2 separate regions of the Mus musculus genome follow, and region 2 is linked to region 1. Evidence: chromatin contacts called from public promoter capture Hi-C data. All regions are on one chromosome and are shown on one strand. Each heading gives the region's core, a stretch centred on a gene start, on an enhancer-like site or on the middle of the called end of the contact. The rest is flanking DNA. Distances are from core to core; before and after follow the strand shown. Region 1 has its middle 9.0 kb from the start of 4930483J18Rik. Region 2 overlaps Slc25a17 (solute carrier family 25 (mitochondrial carrier, peroxisomal membrane protein), member 17).

The links. Capture Hi-C pulls out chosen DNA fragments and counts their contacts.
Region 2: a contact with region 1 is called in a promoter capture Hi-C map of adipose tissue. The contact joins two enhancer-like sites. A contact is called at or near these places in 1 of 39 promoter capture datasets (the SN4741 cell line), 2 of 15 datasets of contacts at CTCF or cohesin (CD8 T cells and the NIH/3T3 cell line), 2 of 484 Hi-C or Micro-C datasets (the AML12 cell line and germline stem cells), 3 of 115 datasets of contacts at active chromatin or transcription factors (T-cell acute lymphoblastic leukemia, embryonic stem cells and pancreatic cancer cells) and 4 of 9 other capture datasets (adipose tissue, embryonic stem cells, liver and 1 more).

What each region holds. Positions count from the first base shown.
Region 1 is chr15:81,197,673-81,202,117 of GRCm38.p6, forward strand. No RefSeq gene overlaps it. Among named protein-coding and RNA genes, the nearest start is that of 4930483J18Rik, 9.0 kb to the left of the region's middle. Within about 2 kb of position 2,024, at least 79 of the 459 cell types and tissues checked have an H3K27ac peak or open chromatin away from gene starts, as enhancers often do. A contact at or near this core is called in adipose tissue, where this site is marked.
Region 2 is chr15:81,322,933-81,327,391 of GRCm38.p6, forward strand. It overlaps Slc25a17 (solute carrier family 25 (mitochondrial carrier, peroxisomal membrane protein), member 17), which reads right to left. Exons shown (of 9, transcript NM_011399.3): 6 at 4,285-4,430; 7 at 4,109-4,204; 8 at 678-760. Among named protein-coding and RNA genes, the nearest start is that of Slc25a17, 36 kb to the right of the region's middle. Within about 2 kb of position 2,424, at least 15 of the 459 cell types and tissues checked have an H3K27ac peak or open chromatin away from gene starts, as enhancers often do. A contact at or near this core is called in adipose tissue, where this site is marked.

The DNA of each region.
Region 1 (4,445 bases), core at 774-3,273:
TTTTTTAGACAGGGTATCATTCTGCAAGCCCAGGCCAGACTTGAACTCACGGCACTCAGCCTGCATCTGTGTCCTGAGTCCTGGGATCGTGGGTGCTATCACAGCCACCACACCCAGGCAATAGTCTGATGGCTGGATTGGAAAGACTGTGAAATGGATTTGGGGAGCCGAGGCTATAGCTTAATGGCCTTTTTATTGTTTTGGTTTTGTTTTTTTTTTTTCACTTGTAGGGGATCAAATTCAGACATTGCTAAGCAAGTAGGAGTTCTGCCACTGATTTATATTCCAAGACATATTTTCCCCCTATGATCTACAAACCCTTTCTCTTGCTCTGAAATCATCCTTGAGAAGTGGCAATCACTTTTTAGTATTCCCATAATAGCACAGTAGGGAAACTGTAGCTGGCAACAATGAATCGAATGATTCAGAGTAACGGATAGAAAGGGCTTTGAATGTTCTTAACGCAAAGTGATGGATGGACGACGGATGGATGGATGGATAGACAGACAGATGAATACATAACCCAGTTGGCTGGATTTAAGCATTGCACATTGTATATCTGAGATGGCATATCACACTGTAAACCATAAATATATACAATTATAGTGTGTCAATTAAAAAGAGTTTTTGCCTGCTGTGTGGCCTGTGTGAGGTGACACGAGAGGATCAGGAGCTTGAGGCTATCCTCAGCTAATTATTAGATTGGGCTACAGGAGATCATGTTTCAAACAACAAAAACAGCTGGGCGTGGTGGCACAGGCCTTTAATCCCAGCACTCGGGAGGCTGAGGCTGGAGGATTGCTGCAAGTTTGAGAGCAGCCTGGTCTGCATGGTGAATTTTAGGCCAGCCAGGACTATATAATGAGACCCTGTCTCAAAACAAACAACAGGGGCTGGAGAACACACAGCTTTTGCAGAGCTGAGTTAGGGCCTCAGCCACACTGTCAGGCAGCCCACAACCTCCTGACGCCCTCTTCTGGACTCCACAGGCGTTGCACCCAAGTGCACATACACATTTACACATAATTTAAAAAAATCCTTTAACTAAATGAACAATAACAACACAACAAGGCTCTATTTATAATGTTTTTGGAGTCAGGAATGGTGGTGCACACTTTAATCCGAGCACTCAGGAGGCAGATCTCTGAGTTCGAGAACAGCCTGGTCTACAATGTAAGTTCCAGGACAGCCAGGGTTACACAGAAATTTCAAAACAACAATGACAAAACAGCAAACAAACAAAAACACACAACTAGACTCCTGTTGTTATCAAGAAATACCGTAGGTTTCAAACACTTTTTATTATTTTATTTTACTTTCATTTTCAAAACAGAGTTTCTCTGTGTAGCCTTGGCTGTCCTAGAGCTCACTATATAGACCAGGCTGACTTGAACTCATAGAGACCCACCTGCCTCTGCCTCCTGAATGCTAGAGTTAAAGGTATGTGCTACCATGCCTAGCCTGGGATCTATATCTTACTCAGCACCCATGAGTCTCTCTGTGTCCCCAACGCCATTTTTCAGTCTTACCTCCATCTCACAGATAAGAAAACGCAGAGGGTCAAACAAGTAAGGTGACCAAGTGTCCCAGTTTGCAGGGACAAAATAAAGATCCAAGACAGGACAAATTTCAAAGTATCATCTACAAGATACTTTGCACACTTGAATTACATGAGCCAGGCAAACGCACAAATGTTGGAGTCTATTTTATCATCACAAGCAGTATCTCCATCTCCCAAGGGCACACAGTGTTTTTTAACCCTGGTTCTAGGAATCAGAACTCTGCCACCAGTCCCTTGCTTGGCTCTCTTTGGGGACTTCAGGAAAGAACACAGATGTAGGGTGGTTTTGTTTTTGTTTTCTATGCTGATATTTTTGTTTCTGTTTCCGTTTTGCTTGCTCAACCAGGGTAGAGATCATGCAAGCTAGATAAGCCTTCTGTCCTAAAACATATTCTTACATTGATCTGTGTATTTTGAGCCAAGCCTCCAGAGAGTCACAAAATGGATGAGTTTTCGTCTGAAGAGTGAAGGAATCCAAACTGGAAGAGTCTTTGCTGGAGGAACGCTTAACTACAGAGATCTACAGAGATCTACTTTAAAAGATGTTCTTTGGCGCCCCCTGGTGGTTATGATCACAACATCTTTTTAGAATTTTGTGGGTTTGGGTTTTTTTTTTTTTTGCTTGGTTTGTTTTGTTTTTCAAGACAGGGTTTCTCTGTGTAACCTTGGTTGGGTGTCCTGAAACTCACTTTGCAGACCAGGCTGGCCTTGAACTCACAGAGAGAGAGATGCCTAACTCTGCCTCCTAAGTGCCGGGACTAAAGTTGTGTGTCACCACCACCACCACATGGGCCCACATCTTTTTAAAATTATTAACATTTTAGTCCTTTCAAAAGAGGTAGAAACAACAGCCAAGAAAAGCTAAAGTAAAGACAAACATGAAAGTTGCATGTTTCGGCTCAGGCATGAAATCGCAGCACTTGGAGACTTAAGCAGGAGGGTTGCAGTAGTTCAAGGCAAACTGATTTATAGCATGACTTCCAGCCAGTTAAATAAGGGAACACTGTTGAAAAATAAATAAACTAAACTGAACATTAACAGGATTTTGTGTATGAGTGTATGTATGTGTGAGTGTGTGTATGTATGAGAGAAAGTGTGTGTGTGTGTGTGTGTGTGTGTGTGTGTGTGTGTGAGAGAGAGAGAGAGAGAGTATGTGTGTATATGTGTGTGTGAGAGTGTGTGTGGGTGAGTGAATGTCAGTGTGTGTGAGAGTGTGTTTGTGTGAGTGTGTATGAGTGTATTTATGAGTGCATTTCTGTGTGAGTGTGTGTGTATGTCGGTGTGAGTGTGTGTGTGTATGTGTATAAATGTATGAGTGTGTAAATGTATGAGTGTGTGTGAATGTTTATGAGAGTGTATCTGTAAGTATATGTGTGTGAGAGTGTATGTGTGAGTGTGTGTGGGTGTATGTGTGAGAGTGTATGTGTGAGTATTTATGTGTATTTCTGAGTGTGAGAGTGTATTGTGAGTGTGTGACTGTGAGTGTATGAGAGTGTATGTGTGAGTATATGTGTGTGAGGGTATATGTGTGAGAGTGTGTGTGACTGTGTGTCTGTGTGTGTATGTGTGAGTGTGTGTGACTGTGTGAGTGTATGAGAGTGTATGTGTGAGTATATGTGTGTGAGAGTGTATGTGTGAGTGTGTGTGTGTGAGTGTAAGAGTGTGTGTGTGTGAGTGTGCATGTGTAGATCAGAGGAGGACCCCTGTGTCCTGCTCTATCACCCTCCACTTTATCCCATCTCACTGGAGCTAGGCTGATGATGGACTGCAAGTTGCAGCAATCCACCTGTCTCTGCTCCCCTACATAGCATATAGGCGTCACAAGCACAATTGGTCACATCCAGATTTGTTTTAAAACCCAGACGCTGGGGATTCAAACCCTGGTCCACCCTCAGCAAGTCCTCTTACTCCTTGAGCCATCTATACAGCCACAGTTGTGGATGGTTGGTTGGTTTTCTTCTCTTAAATGAAATCTGCCCAAGCTGCAGTAGTGCAAGGCAGGGAGACTCAGGGCCACAGTTAAAGCACACGCTGAAACAGCGCAGTCATCAAAACTCATAAGATTTCACTGCAACACTTCAGCAAGCCAAAATTAATGCAAACATCCACGACACAAAATACTATTTTTGGTTTTTGGTTTTTTTTAAAGATTTATTCATTTATTTATTTTATTTATATGAGAACACTGTAGCTGTCTTCAGACACACCAGAAGAGGGCATCAGATCCCATTACAGATGGTTGTGAGCCACCACGTGGTTGCTAGGAATTGAACTCAGGACCTCTGGAAGAGCAGCCAGTGCTCTTAGCCCCAAGAAATTCTGTCTTAACAAACAAACAACATCAAGGATGGCCACAACTATAAAAAAAAGAAAGTGAAAAGAACAAAAAGGGTGTGTGTGGGAGGGGACAAAACCAAAACCTAAACTACAAAATTTCTAGAAGAGAATATTTGTGACCTTCATTAGGAAAGGATTTCTTAGAGGTGATGTCAAAAGCAGGGCTGGAGGCCATGCTTGGTACCACAACAATTGTCCAGCATGCTTTGACGCCTTGGGATCCATCTCCGCACTGGAAAGAAAAGACAGGCCACAGCCTAGGAAAGGCCATCTGAGAATCAACTGCCCAGTAAAGGACTCACAAAGAGCTTTTGAGAAAATCTTTTATTGTGTTTCAAAGATGATTGTGTTGAGGAGACACTTGGTACATACTGCATGGTGAGAGGCCATAGGTCAACTTGCAAGAATCAGTTCTCCCCATCCACCATGTGGATCCCAGAAATGAAAATGACATCATCAGGCTTGCCTGCAAGCACCTCTACTCAGTGAGCCATCTCGTTGGCCCCAAAAATGTCATTGAGGGTTTGTAGGTTGGTTTAATTAATTA
Region 2 (4,459 bases), core at 1,174-3,673, 130 kb after region 1:
GGCCAGTCAGGGCTACACTGCAAGCTCTGCCTCTAAAAAGTAAAATCAAAATAGTAAGATGTATAATACACACACATACACACACTGAAGACATACTGAAATATATGTTTTGTATAATTCTCTAGAAATGTGAGTGCTTTACAGTGACTACCCCTTAAGAGAGGAACGAGAGGGATTTTTTTTAAATTTATGTATATATGTAACTTTTACTGATATTTAACTGGCTTTATATTGGTTGAGTTTTTTATTTTATTAATTTTTGAGACAAGTCTTACTATGTGGCTCTGGTTGGCTTAGAACTTGCTCTGTAGATCAGGCTGGCCTCAAACTCACTGAGATCTGCCTGCCTCTTCTTTATTTTTCTTGGTCCTAGCGTTTGAACCCAGGGCCACGCACAGGCTAAGCACAGGCTCCACCACCCAGCTCCACTCCCAGCCTGGGGCTCCCTTCCCAATGGAGCCCTGTATTTATAACTAGCAAAGGATAAAGAGCTGAACTTTTCTGAAATCCCCTGAACTGCTGAAATCACACTAAGCTCCTAAACTGAGAGAAACCTGAACACAAAGGAGAGGTGTCTGAAGCTGCAGCTGCGTGAGCTAAAGCAAGAACAGCACAGGTAGCCCCCCCCCCCCCCCCCCCCCGCAAAGGAGGCTGCTGAGAGGGAGAGCAGAGCTCACTTGACTCGCTGGTGAAGAAGAGAGAGAACATTCCGAAGACTTCCCAGGGTCCTGTTTTCTGGGTTCAGTCTATGACGTCCAAACTGGGATGAAAAGAGGAAAAAAAAGATAATTACTATTTATTACTGTTTTACCTTAATTTTGTTTTTAAAAAAGATTTATTTTTATTTTAATCATGTACATATGTGTGTGTGAGAGTATGGATATATGCACGTTTGCACGCCAGTGCCTTGGTCCCGAGGAGCTGGAGTCATGGAAGGCGGTGAACCTCTCCACGGGAATGCTGCACAAGTGGATTTGGGTCCTCTGCTCTAAACCACTCATCTCTCCAGCCCCTCTTCATCTTAATCTCTACTTAGGAAATTACACTGGTGTAACATCTCATAACACAGCATCCTGTTGATAAAAAGTATCCAACTAGGATCATAGAGTTTATTAATCTTCTTTTTCAATTAAGCAAATCAAAATAAAAGATATTTTTCAATAAAGAATAGATTCCCTCAACACTAAACTACATCCTCAGCATGGGGACTTTCACCTTTACAAAGAGTTATGGAATAACTTGATCAGCAAGGATTAAAACAAAACAGAAGCACATGCCCGGGGTGATACACAGATGTGTGTAGGGGGGGAGGGGTAACTTCCAGGTCTTTAAGACATTCTCCTTGGTAACATAACCACTGATCAGTCAGAGCACCCACAAACAACACTCTTCAAATCATATATTAGGACTATGTTAAAAGCATTAATGTGAACTATAGTGAAATCCTTTCCATCAAGAGCCAATTTCACCAAAAATAGCACATTAGCAAAAACACTTTTCATAGAAAGTAGAGTTTTTAACTGAGACACCACCTTCATTTTCTTGAGCAATAAATCTTTCAAATGTTCTTTCTAGAACAGATTTTTTTAAAAAAAGGATTTATTTATTATTATACATAAGTATACTGTAGCTGTCTTCAGACACACCAGAAGAGGGCATCAGATCCTATTACAGATGGTTGTGAGCCACCATGTGGTTGCTGGGATTTGAACTCAGGACCTTCAGAAGAGCAGTCAGTGCTCTTACTCACTGAGCCATCTCGCCAGCCCCTCTAGAACAGCCTTTTAACAGTATTTTTGTAGTGCTGGGGATCGAACCCAGGACCTTGCACATGCTAAGTAAGCAACACACTAAGCCCCAGCACAGACCCTGAATTTGTCCACACCCTATCTATCTCCATTGCTGCTAACCTAGCCTAGGCTACCATGCCCTCACCTAGATTACTAAAATGGTCTCTTACCTGATTGGCCCTCTTTTTCTTTCTCTTTAGCCTGGGAGGGGTGGGGTGGGGTGTAAAATAACTTTTATTTTCCTGTTGTAATTGTTCCTTTCCTAACCTATGCCTAGTCTGGAAGCTTCTAGCCTCAGTACAATCTAATCTAGGCCTAGAATGTTTTCAGCCTCGGAGACTTGCTGTTGAATAAGCTCACCTTTTTTTGCTCGTTCTAATTCAACTCAGCTGTTCTGGCTCAAACTCCTCTTCCAGCTGACTTACTCAATCTGACTTTTCTCTTGGCCTCTGAATTCTCCTTGGCCTCAAACTACCTCTAGCAATCTGTCCTAGTCTTCTGGCTCCTTCTTATTCTCTTGCTTGTTCTCTCTTCAATCTGTCTGTAAAACTCTCCTGGTAAAGCTGCCTCCCTCTCCCTCTCTGTGCTGCTCTACTCTCCCTCTCAACTCTACTGCACTGCTCTCCACGAACTCGACTGTATTCCTGGACTGTATTTTCTTCCTCCTGTTCTTTCTCTCTCCCTTAAGCAGCTTCTCTTTCCTCTCTCATCTCTTGAGAATTGGGCATATTCCATCCTGTCAAATCTTTTTCTGGCTTGTTTGTCTGATACTTAATTAGACATAGTATTTTTAAACACGCTGCTTCCTTCTACAAACTAACTTCACCTTTATTGTTTGAGATTAAAGGTGAGGTCCAAAGGCCAGTCTGTATTCCAACCAGGGGATTAAAGGTGTGTGCCAAGGGCTGAGCCACACCACAACTAGAAACAGGTTCAAATAGCCTGTGAAAGTGGAGGATGCACCTGTGTGCATGTGGAGGTGAAGTAGGGGCCTCTGTCGCCTTCTTCTCTTGATCCCTGCCTTCATGCCACAAGATGGTCACTGACACAGAAGCTTGTCATTTTGGCTAGGCTGGCTGGCGAGCCAGCTTTCAAGATCTGCCTGCCTCTACTCCCATACTTCCCCAACCCCATGTTGGGGTTACAGGCACAGGAAGCCATGCCTGACTCTTTACAAAGGTGCTAAAGATTTAAACTCAGGGTCATATATTTCAGAGCAAACACTCTTATCCAGACTCTCCCCGTCAGCTGATCAATACACTGCAGAAGAGCCACACAGGCCTTTCAGAATCATGCTACGTCCCACCTTAAAAGTCCCCAGAGGCTAACTGCTGGGCTGAGAATAAAATCTTGCCATCGGCTTTCCTCACTTACAGCTACCTTTCCTGTAATTATTCTAGCTTCCTGCTGGGCAAGCCACTCCTGGCCACAGAGGCCCCCTTCAGTTCTAAGACAAGCAAGTCTTGCCGGCTCTCTCCCTCTTAGCCAGCACAAGCTTCACAACCCCTTGCATCTTGACTTCAGTGTGCTTCTCAGGAGAGCTGGAAACCCAGCCCAATCGCCCAGAAGGAACCCCACTGCTCCTCTTCAGTAAGCCAGGGCTGCTCATGTCCCGAACAGCTGACTCAGACTGGAATAATTACCTGGTGCTTTCACTTGCTGTCTCCATGAGGACAGGGACTACACTGTACCCCCAGCTTCTCAGAGTGTCTAAAAATGTCTGAATGTGTAAACAACCAAATGTCTGGAAATCTGAAGTGCTTTGAAACAGTTTAATTGTTAACTATCCATGAATGAACTATAGAAGCTAACCTCTGGGGGCTGGAGAGATAGCTCAGTGGTTAAGAGCACTGACTGCTCTTCCAAAGGTCCCGAGTTCAAATCCCAGCAACCACATGGTGGCTCACAACCACCGGTAATGAGATCTGACTCCCTCTTCTAGGGTGTCTGAAGATGGCTACGGTGTACTCACAAATAAATAAATAAATCTTTAAAAAAAAAAGTTAACCTCTGATTTTATCAAGGATCATCAAGGCAAACAACGTGAATGAGAAGAGACCCTGGGGTGTCCTGAGTCCTTGAGGAATCTTTCCACACATATGGTTTTTCTGAGACCATATATTACTAAGAAATTCCAATGTAACCCTCATTCCACGTCATGCAGAAAGTCAGGCTAAAGCCTGGCTAGCAAAACATCGCACAGAGAGGAAAATGGGCAGAACCACACAGGCTACACACCACCTGCATCACTGCCTTTACGACTTTAGGACGTAATTTAGGTGTCACTGGCCTTACTTTAGGAGAACCCCAGGACTCACCCTCAGAATTGACTGTACCGTCTGCATGGGATAGGTGACTGTGGTGGCAATCGCTTTGGCTATTGCGCCAATGATGAACACATCCAGAGAAGAGAGCTGGAAAGCAGAGGAGGGACCATTTTAATCAAACGAGGAAACAGGCATTCCTTTTAGACAATTTTAAAGTTAGGGATTACCTTCATCCGTTTCTTTAGAAGCTGCCGTTTTAAGCCTTCATAGAACATGAATTGGATGGCAGGGTTGAAGACCAACAGCAAGGAGGGGAAGGTGCCATTCCACAGAGCCAAGATCCCTTCATCTCGAATAATCTGGTGGAATGCATCTAAGCAAGAAGTCAGGCTTTTGCAAAGC